Regions from separate parts of the Triticum aestivum genome. Here region 1 is linked to region 2. A link is a contact called in public Hi-C data. All regions are on one chromosome and are shown on one strand. The core of a region is the stretch at or near the end of the contact, and the rest is flanking DNA. Distances in the headings are between cores, read along the strand shown. Region 1 holds the start of LOC123081843. Region 2 holds the start of LOC123085484 (E3 ubiquitin-protein ligase CSU1).

Region 1 (5,447 bases), core at 2,757-5,256, 290 kb after region 2:
GACACCGTATGAACTATGGTTTGGCAAGAAACCTAAGCTGTCGTTTCTTAAAGTTTGGAGATGCGACACTTATGTCAAAAGGCTTCAGCCTGATAAGCTCGAACCCAAATCGGAGAAGTGCGTCTTCATAGGATACCCTAAGGAAACTATCGGGTACACCTTCTACCACAGATCTGAAGGCAAGATCTTTGGTGCCAAGAATGGGTCCTTTCTAGAGAAGGAGTTTCTCTCGAAAGAAGTGAGTGGGAGAAAAGTAGAACTTGAAGAGGTAATTGTACCTTCTCTCGAACTGGAAAGTAGCACATCAGAGAAAACCGTTCCCGTGATGCCTACACCAACTGGAGAGGAAGCTAATGATGATGATCATGAAACTTCGAATCAAATTATTACTAGACCTCGTAGGTCGACCAGAGCATGTTCCGCACCAGAGTGGTACGGTAATCTTGTCCTGAAAGTTATGTTATTAGACCATGGCGAACCTATGAACTATGAAGAAGCTATGACGAGCCTAGATTTCGATAAATGGCTTGAGGCCATGAAATTTGAGATAGGATCCATGTATGAGAACAAAGTATGGACTTTGGTGGACTTGCCCGATGATCGGCAAGCCATTGAGAATAATAAATGGATCTTCAAGAAGAAGACATATGTTGATGGTAATGTCACTATCTACAAAGCTCGAATTGTCGCGAAAGGTTTTTGACAAGTTCAAAGAGTTGATTACGATGAGACTTTCTCACCCGTAGAGATGCTTAAGTCTGTCCAAATAATGTTAGCAATTGCCACATTTTATAATTATGAAATCTGGCAAATGGACGTCAGAACTGCATTCCTTAATGGATTTCTTAAAGAGAATTGTATATGATGCAACCAGAAGGTTTTGTCGATCCTAAAGGTGCTAATAAAGTGTGCAAGCTCCAGCGATCCATCTATGGACTGGTGCAAGCATCTCAGAATTGGAATATACGCTTACGGAGAAGCCTGTATTTACAAGAAAGTGAGTGGGAGCTCTGTAGCATTTCTGATATTATATGTGGATGACATATTATTGATTGGAAATAATATATAATTTCTAGATAGCATAAAAGGATACTTGAATAAGAATTTTTCAATGAAAGACCTCGGTGAAGCTGCTTATATATTGGGCATCAAGATCTATAGGGATAGATCGAGACGCTTAATAGGACTTTCACAAAGCACATACCTTGACAAAGTTTTGAAGAAGTTTAAAATGGATCAGTCAAAGAAAGGGTTCTTCCCGGTATTACAAGGTGTGAAATTGAGTCAGACTCAAAGCCCGACCAGTACAGAAGATAAAGAAAAAATGAAAGTCGTTCTCTATGCCTCAGCCATAGGTTCTATCATATATGCTATGCTGTGTAACAGACCTGATGTGTGTCTTGCCATAAATTTGATAGGGAGGTATCAAAGTAATCCAGGAGTGGATCACTGGACAACGGTCAAGAACATGCTAAAGTACCTGAAAAGGACCAAGGATATGTTTCTCATTTATGAAGGTGACGAAGAGCTCGTCGTAAATGGTTACGTCGATGCTAGCTTTGACACTTATCCGAATAACTCTAAGTCACAAACCGGATACGTATTTATATTGAATGGTGAAGCTGTCAGTTGGCGCAGTTCCAAATAGAGCGTCGTGGTGGGATCTATGTATGAAGTGGAGTACATATCTACTTCGGAAGCAGCGCATGAAAGAGTCTAGATGAAGGAGTTCATATCCGATCTGGGTGTAATACCCAGTGCATCGGGTCCAATGAAAATATTTTGTGACAACACTGAAGCAATTGCCTTAGCGAAGGAATCCAGGTTTAACAAGAGAACCAAACACTTTAAGAGATGTCTCAACTCCATTTGTGAAAAGGTCAAGGTTGGAGACATAAAGATTTGCAAAATACATACGGATCTGAATATAGGACCCGTTGACTAAGCCTCTTCCGCGAGCAAAACATGATCAACACCAAGACTCCATGGGTGTTAGATTCATTACAATGTAATCTAGATTATTGACTCTAGTGCAAGTGAGAAACTGATGAAAATATGCCCTAGAGGCAATAATAAACTTGTTATTATTATATTTCCTTATTCATGATAAAGGTTTATTATTCATGCTAGAATTGTATTGATTGAAAACTTAAATACATGTGTGGATACATAAACAAATACCGTGTCCCTAATAAGACTCTACTAGGCTAGCTCATTGATTAAAGATGGTTAAGATTTCCTAACCATAGACATGTGTTGTCAATTGATAACGGGATCACATCATTAGAAGAATGATGTGATGGACAAGACCCATCCGTTAGCTTAAAATATGATCGTTTAGTTTATTGCTAATGATTTGATGCTTTTTTAATGTTAAATATATATTCCTTCGACTATAAGATACGGGTTAAATTGCATGTATCCTAAAATGCACGGTACTGACCCAGCCATGATGTGTTGGTAGTTGATAGTTCAACGCCGCGGGCGGAACTAGGCCGCGCTTAGACATCAAAATTATTCATCTAAAGCATCGCATTAACTCTTCATAGTTTATTTCATCCCCTGAGTTTGAACTAAAGCCACAACACTTTCTTTCATCAAAGGGAGTAATTATTTTTGTTCACTCTAGTACTTCGCTTAATCTCATTTTTTATCGTTTCCCCTAGCAACCGACTAGAGTAGTCTACCGTATTTCCCGACTCCTGTTTGGATGTTAGAGTAGTTGCATCAGCGACAACGCAGTTGTGAGGTTGGTACTGCCATTATTTTTGCTCTTCAAGGGTTCGACACTTTAATTATGATGAAATTGCTATATATCCATGTGCGCTCCATCTCATTCGACCTCTCCTCCTACGGAGAGCTCAGAGTCTCTCGTGTCATACTCTCTTCGTTTCAAAATAGATGACTCAACTTTATACTAACTAAAGGAGTAGGTTCTAGTGCAAGGGCTCGGTAATAACTTTACTCCATATACTCCATTCATTTCTTTTTAGTCTGCATACAAGATTTAGTCAAAGTCAAACATTGTTAACTTTAACTAGGTTTATATGAAAAAATATCAAGATCCACAATATGAAATCAACATTGTTAGATGCATCGTGAAATTAATTTTCATACCATATAGCTTTAGTATCGTAGATGTTGATATTTTTCTCTATAAACTTGGTCAATTTTTACAAAGTTTGATTTTGATTAAATCTTATATGCAGACTAAAAAACGGAGGGAGTAAAAGAAATAGGAGTATATGCGTGCTCGCATAGTTGTCTGGTGCAAGAAAAAAGACTTGGAGCAGTAGACCGCAGACGAGCGTGACTGCAAGTCTGCCCGCGGCAGCACTAGCAGCCACTCCGAACCGGGACCAATTGATTTGAATGAAAATTTTGGGGCCGACGGATCTGCGCGGGAGGCAGCGTGCATGCGTGACAGCTACCCCGCCATGTAAGCCCCAAGCCCCTGCCCGCGCACCACGCAAGCATTTTGTCTGTCCGATTCGTCCTGGGCCCCGTCGCACGCCCCGCTCCATCCATGCAATGCAATGCATGTTGTGCACCGGGAGACGGCGGGATCCACCGTACGCTGTCGCCTCTAGCGCTAGCCATCACAGCAACTCAGCAAGCTTCGTGAGTGAGTAGTATGATTGCTTGATTGGTTGCGATGCTCACTGCTCTCTGCGGTGGAAGTACACAGTGAACCGTCGTCACATCGCCATGACACCGAATTGACCGCGCAACAAACCCCGACCGTGCGGGACGTCCACTACAACACCACACTATTTGCCAGTGACTGAATCTGCACTTGAGGATCCTCAGGCGAGCCGAGCCGGCGAGGGGAACAGCACAGGGGCCAGAAAGAATGAAAGAAAAAGAGCGGCGTGGAATCCGGAATCCCCACGTTGGCCGTCGCGACGTGGCCGGCGGGGCCAGGTGGCACGTGAAGGCACGAGGTGCGTGTCCGCCCAGCCTCTTCCTACGCCCGGACCCTTCTTCGGGCATGGCATGGACGACCTGGAAGCGGACAGCCGAGCCTACGACGGGATAGGGATGAGATATTTGCCACACCATCTCCACATCCCTTTCCGATCTCTCGCACGGCGAATCGCCTCTCCTCCAATCCCCTGCCGGCGCCCACGTGAACGCACCCGCCCGCATTTGCGGCCCCAGCCTCCGCGCGCCACGTCCATACGCCGGCCCGCTGAGTCACGCCGCCGGGGGGAAGAAACGCCGCACGCCGGTCCATGGACCCGGCCCAGGGAGCCGGCGGGCGACGCGGTGTCCTCATCCATGGTGCATGTATAAATAGGTTCCTCCCCCGTCGACTCTGCACGCCTTATCACCACACAACCCCATACACACACGGTTCCTCAGATTACGACTACGATCGAGGAAGAGGAAGAAGATACAATATGGCCCTGGGAGACGACTCTCCGGCCTCCTACATCCGCATGGTATGTGCTACTACAATCGTCGTCTTCCCATCCCCTAATTCGTACCTTGGTCTGCTGCTCCCTTGGTTCTTCTAGTTCTAGCTAGCAGATAGATGATCACCAGCATCAGCATGCACAGGACATTGATTTCTCACGTCGACATCAGAATTGGTCAACTAATTAAGGTGGGATTTTTAATTTGCAGGTTCACCATCTGATAGAGAAGTGCATGACGTTCGGGATGAGCATGGAGGAGTGCATGGAGGCGCTGTCCAAGCGCGCCGACGTTCAGCCGGTCGTCACCTCCACAGGTCGGTCCGTCTCAAATCAGTTACTTCCTCTGATCAGCAGGAATACACTTATCTGTACTGACGCTGAGTTGGCGTGCTTGCAGTATGGAAAGAGCTGGAGAAGGAGAACAAGGAGTTCTTCGACAGATACAACAAGCAGTTGAGATCAGAAAAGGGAGGCCGAAGCAGCTGCAGCAGCAGCAGCGACAGCAGCTCCTAATGATCAACAGGAGATGCGTGCTGCTTAGATGTTAGCCATTCTGCACTTAGTAGAACGAATAATTAGAAGATCGATGGGGCGGGAAGTCAGCTAACGCGACACGATCTATGTGTGCTGGTGCATGTACAGGAATCACAAGCCATCTCGTACTGTTGCCATATTCTTCAGATGTAATTGTACTCATCATGTATCCATCTCCCACAGCTCTCGGTTCAGACTTTTCATACCTCTGTGGAGATTACCTACGGCACCACTGTGTGCTAATCGTCCAAGCAAAGCTTTATTCTGTAATTGGATCTCCGTCTTCTCTTTCTAACGAGCAAAAAAAAAAACGGTTGTCCTGCACAGAAAAAACACTGTTCTCCCCTAACCAGAGATACTAGTACACATGTTCACGGGAAAACGAAGGAAACATGCTATATGCTCAGCGAGAAGTTGGTGTACACGAACGTGCTCCGTGACGGGATGGGACATCTTGTCGTTGGGTCGCTGAAGCCAGCGTGGAACGGTCCA
Region 2 (5,039 bases), core at 1,070-3,569:
GAGTGACAAATCCTAATCTCGATCTATGCCAACTCAAAACACCATCGGAGACACCTGTAGAGCATCTTTATAGTCACCCAGTTACGTTGTGACGTTTGATAGCACACTAAGTGTTCCTCCGGTATTCGGGAGTTGCATAATTTCATAGTCATAGGAACATGTATAAGTTCTGAAGAAAGCAATAGCAACAAACTAAACGATCATCGTGCTAAGCTAACAGATGGGTCAATTCAATCACATCATTCCCTAATGATGTGATCCCGTTAATCAAATGACAACTCTTTGTCCATGGCTAGGAAACTTAACCATCTTTGATTAACGAGCTAGTCAAGTAGAGGCATACTAGTGACACTCAGTTTGTCTATGTATTCACACATGTATTAAGTTTCCGGTTAATACAATTCTAGCATGAATTATAAACATTTATCATGATATAAGGAAATATAAATAACAACTTTATTATTGCCTCTAGGGCATATTTCCTTTAGTGGCCCCCTCGGGCATCGTCTCACATTGATTATTTTTTCCATAAATCACATATATTTCAAAATAAATCTCCGTAAATTTTTATCGTGTTTGGACTTCGTTTGGTATGGATATTCCGTGAAACAAAAAACATGCAACATACAGGAACTGGCACTAGGCACTTGATCAATATGTTAGTCCCAAAAATAATACAAAATGTTGCCAAAAGTATATGAAAATTGTAGAATAATGTCATGAAACAATAAAAAAATTATAGATACGACGAAGACGTATCAATCTTTCAATGCTATCCCAGAGAGGATAATGATGTAGCTCATGAACTAGCTCATCTTGCTAGATTTGAGAATCCTAGTGTATGGTTAGATGATGCCCCTCGGGGTTTAGGCTTTGTTCGGAGTACCTCCACTCCACAACTCCACTCCCAGAGCTGGTGGAGTTACAGTTGAAAATCGTGGAGCACCTATTTCCTAGCTCCACAGCTCCTGAGATTTCGCGGACCCGGTGGAATTCTGAATAGGGTCTTAATTTCCTTTCTTGTCAATAATGTTGTTATCACCAATCTATAAAAAGAGGGTTTAAAGTGTAAAAAAAAGAACTCAGAGCAACTAATTGGAGGGGTTCCCCCTCGCGGGGCGCCTTTCCTGGTGCAGGAGCACCCCAACGCGCCATGTGGTGTGTCCCGGCGTGCCATGTGTCACACTGGACGCTTCCCCCATCGAGATGTTTGGGGGGGTATTTTTGTTTTTTGGGGGTTTTTCCTTGTTTCTTTGATTTCTTTCTGTTATGAGCATGGATCACAGGTGTGCTTACGCATGAAGCACAGTTGTGTTTTAATGTGAAGCACAATTGTGCTTCTTGTGTGAAAGCACAAATGTGGTTCTCCAGATTGATGTGTTATCGCATGAAGCACAGTTGTGCTTCCGCGTGAAAGTGTAGAAGTTGTTCCTCAAAAAGTGAAGCACAAATGTGTTTTCATGTGAAGCACAATTGTGCTTCTGCGTGAAAGCACAATTGTGCTTCTATGCTTCCCTAGAAGTGAAGCACGGGCGTGCTTCCGTGTGCGTGAAAACATAATTGTGCTTCTGCGAAAAGCGACAGACAAGTGTGCTTCCACATGAATCGTAGGTATGATTCCGCAGGAGGCACAACTATGCTTCTCGTGTGAAAGCACGATGTGATTTTGCGAAGAACAGCTATGCTTCTCGTGTGAAAGCATAAACCGTGCTTCTCTTATGCGTGAATCGTAGGTATGATTCCATATGAAGCACAACTATGCTTCTCGCACGAAAGCACAAACCGTCTTTTTTTAATGAAGAATGGTTTAGTACCATTTCGAAGCACGAGGTTAGTACAGTCATGAAGTCGGGGTTAGTACAGTTTCGGAGCACAAATTTTGACTAGAAAAAGTTTGTCAAAACATATCAATAGGATCTAGTTTCAAGGACCTCGACGTGAGAAAAGCAACATGGATATTTTTTTTGTGATTTGACACATGGTTCGAGAGATAATAAATCAAAAATCAAATATATGGAAAATGCACAAACAAACCACCCATCGCCCCTCCATGTTGAAAGAAATCCTATCAAAACACAATAGTTACGACAAGTGGTTGTGGTACTTATCACTACAAGAGGAGGTTGAAATGATTTTGCAGGGTACCTCTTAATTACTACTCCAGGTCAAACACGTTGTTGATTGCAAAAGTTTTTTTTAGGGTCGATTGCAAAAGTTGGTGGAAACAAAACCAAAGTATCCCTTATATTTGGGGAAGAGCTTGCAATGGAAAGTCTGAAACTCGCACCGGCCCATAAGTCAAATGACACGGGCCGGTCAGAGAACCCTGAGAGACTCCCACAAATCCCAGCCCGATCCAGACACGGAACCGAACCGAGCCCAACTACCCAAGTCCCAGCCCGATCCGCCCTTCGTCTCCACTCCACCCGATCAAACCATCACCTCGCCGACTTCTCCTCCCCGTCAAATCTAGGGTTAACACTTCGGCAACCCACCCCAGAGCAGGGCCGCATCGCCTTCCTCCTCGTGCCCGCGCCTCCCACCCGCCGGCCGGAAGGGGCAGACGAAGGTGAAGCGCAGCGAAGATGCCGCAGCGGCACTCGAAGAACAACAACGACCTCGCCTTCTTCACCTACGAGGAGAAGCGGAAGCTCGGGTACGGCACCCAGCGGGAGCGGCTCGGCAAGGACTCCATCAAGCCCTTCGACGCCTGCTGCCTCTGCCTCAAGCCGCTCATCGACCCGCTCGCCTGCCCCAAGGGCCACACCTTCTGCAAGGAGTGCATCCTCGAGTGCCTCCTCGCGCAGAAGAAGGACATCAAGCGGTACCAGCTCGTTGTTCCTTTTTTTTTATTGGGTCCTGATTCCTTCTTTGCTTGGTCATCCAAGGACTGGTTAATTCCAGGGAATTTGCAATTTGTTAGCGAGGATTGTGGAATTGGTATGATTGTGCTCAGATGCGGTGCGGGCTTAAATGTGCATTCCTGCTCCTAGGATTGTAGGGTTCCTCATGGATAGGGCTTGTTGGACTTATCGTAGCTTGCCATTTTCCTTGGTACTATGAGAACTCTTTTAGCACGGTGTTTTAGTTTTGTGGCACTGGAGGTCGCGCCATGTATGAGAATTTGGGGCGGCAATTGAAATTCGATCCTGGGATGGGCATTTGTCATGGTGAAGTGTTTGGATCGGTGGTGTTATGTTGCTAGTACTAGCTACAGTATAGTAGTTATCCCTGAATTTCAAGAGAAAATGATCTTGCTTCATCATTGAATTTCTACTAGTATATAGTAAATTAGTACAGTTTCGGTGTCCATAAGACTGATACTTCCCCATGCCATTTGTCATCAACATTTCAGCAATTGATCACTGAAGTAGTTTGAATCTATATTCCTGTTCTTAGTGGACATTCGAAATTGCTATACTTGCCCTTAAGTTATCTGCTTGCTTGTTCAACCAAATAAAAGGTATGGATTTCTGAGTGTTTTTCCTTCTTCCAGCAAGCTTATAGCTCATGATTCCCAGAAAAAGCAAGAGAAGGAAGAGGAGGAGGAGAAGCTGGTGCTGCAAAAATCCAAGGAGTTGGATGCTTTTGATCAGCAGAATCATGGAGCAGTCCCCCAGTACTATGATCGCAGCGGTTCCCAAGACAAGAATGGTTTTCATGGAGCCAACAGTGTGAAGACTACCTCCTTTGAAGAGGAAGCCCTACGCACCATGAAGGCGTTTTGGCTTCCGTCAGCTACACCCGAAGCCACTGTCAAGGTAGATGCTCCTTCTACTGACACAATCTGTCCCGAGGGGCAGGAGAAGCTCAAGCTGAAATCACTCTTCCCTATTTCTTTCACCGAGGAGAACGCTCGTCAGAAGAGCAGTAAGTCAGTGGAGAAAAGCTACATCTGCCCCAGCTGCAAGTCCAATCTCACAAACACAATGTCCCTGGTGGCGATCAGCACCTGTGGCCATGTCTTCTGCAAGAAGTGCTCGGACAAGTTCATAGCAACAGATAAGGTCTGCTTAATGTGCAGCAAACCGTGCAAAGAGAGGAATTTGATTAATTTAGAAAAAGGAGGAACGGGTTTCGCCGCACACGATGACCACCTAGAGGCAAAGAACTTCAAGCATTTAGGGAGTGGTTCTGGGCTAGGATTGGTGAAGCCTGCTCCTAAGGCATAGCCTTCAATTATGTAACTGTTGTTGTATAATGCTGTCAGTTATCGTTGTGGCACGAATATATGTAACCTGGAATTTTTAAATGTTTTGATATCTTTTTGATAAGTATGATCTGGAACAAACGATACTCAGGTTTTTCATCCAAGTGATATCGTGCTTGTGGTTTTGCTCTGATGCAGTATCTAAGGATTTCTTTGGCGCTTGACTGTCTTACTAGTTTTATATGTTGTCACACTGGAGATTCTGCATGAGCAAACCTTGCTGTAAGAGCAAATATTCGTTTTCCTTGTACCATCATGCTTTGTCCACATTCAGAACTTAGGGCCTCTTTGGAACTTCTGGAAGGATAAAAAAAATCTGCAATCCAAAGAGTCCCTAGTGGTAAGCAGTACTATAAGTCTGTAGCATATCCCTTTGCAGTGAGATGGCTTTTCCATTTCTGCAAATTCTGTGGTGAGATGACTTTTGCATCTCTACAGATTATGTCTCCATCTATGTAGTTAAACCACAGGAAATGGAGAATGCGTTAGGTCAGACATATCTCGACAAAATCACCACAGGAAACAAACCAAAACCGACCAAGTTATGAACTACAACCTCCGTCCCAAAATATAAGACGATTTTGCTGTTTTTCTAGTACTATCCATCAGAAGGGAATGAATGGTCCCCTTTTGTCAGCCGATGGCCAGCACAAAACAAAGAAACAAAAGGTTTTGAAAAGGATAATGGAAACGCTGACCTGGCAGCCTTGGCTTCCACCCACGCACGCAACACATGGAGAAGCTTACGGACCACAGTCCAGCTCCAGCAGCAACAGATAGCCAACCAACCTGGGGCAGGCTAGGATCAGAGCTCCACTCAAGGTGAAAT

The links. A called contact is a pair of places that touch in the nucleus more often than the background predicts.
Region 1: a Hi-C map of leaf shows a contact between it and region 2, with 4 times the contacts expected there. The contact joins the promoter of LOC123081843 here to the promoter of LOC123085484 in region 2. A contact is called at or near these places in 1 of 5 Hi-C or Micro-C datasets (leaf) and 1 of 1 datasets of contacts at active chromatin or transcription factors (leaf).

Annotation. Positions count from the first base shown.
Region 1 is chr4A:114,050,532-114,055,978 of IWGSC CS RefSeq v2.1, forward strand. It overlaps LOC123081843, which reads left to right and starts at 4,007. Exons shown (of 3, transcript XM_044504357.1): 1 at 4,007-4,445; 2 at 4,630-4,735; 3 at 4,819-5,158. The coding sequence starts at 4,236. The coding sequence ends at 4,934.
Region 2 is chr4A:113,761,513-113,766,551 of IWGSC CS RefSeq v2.1, forward strand. It overlaps LOC123085484 (E3 ubiquitin-protein ligase CSU1), which reads left to right and starts at 2,320. Exons shown (of 2, transcript XM_044507117.1): 1 at 2,320-2,824; 2 at 3,497-4,274. The coding sequence starts at 2,586. The coding sequence ends at 4,172. It overlaps LOC123085487 (photosynthetic NDH subunit of lumenal location 1, chloroplastic), which reads left to right and starts at 4,879. Exons shown (of 8, transcript XM_044507120.1): 1 at 4,879-5,039. The coding sequence starts at 5,038.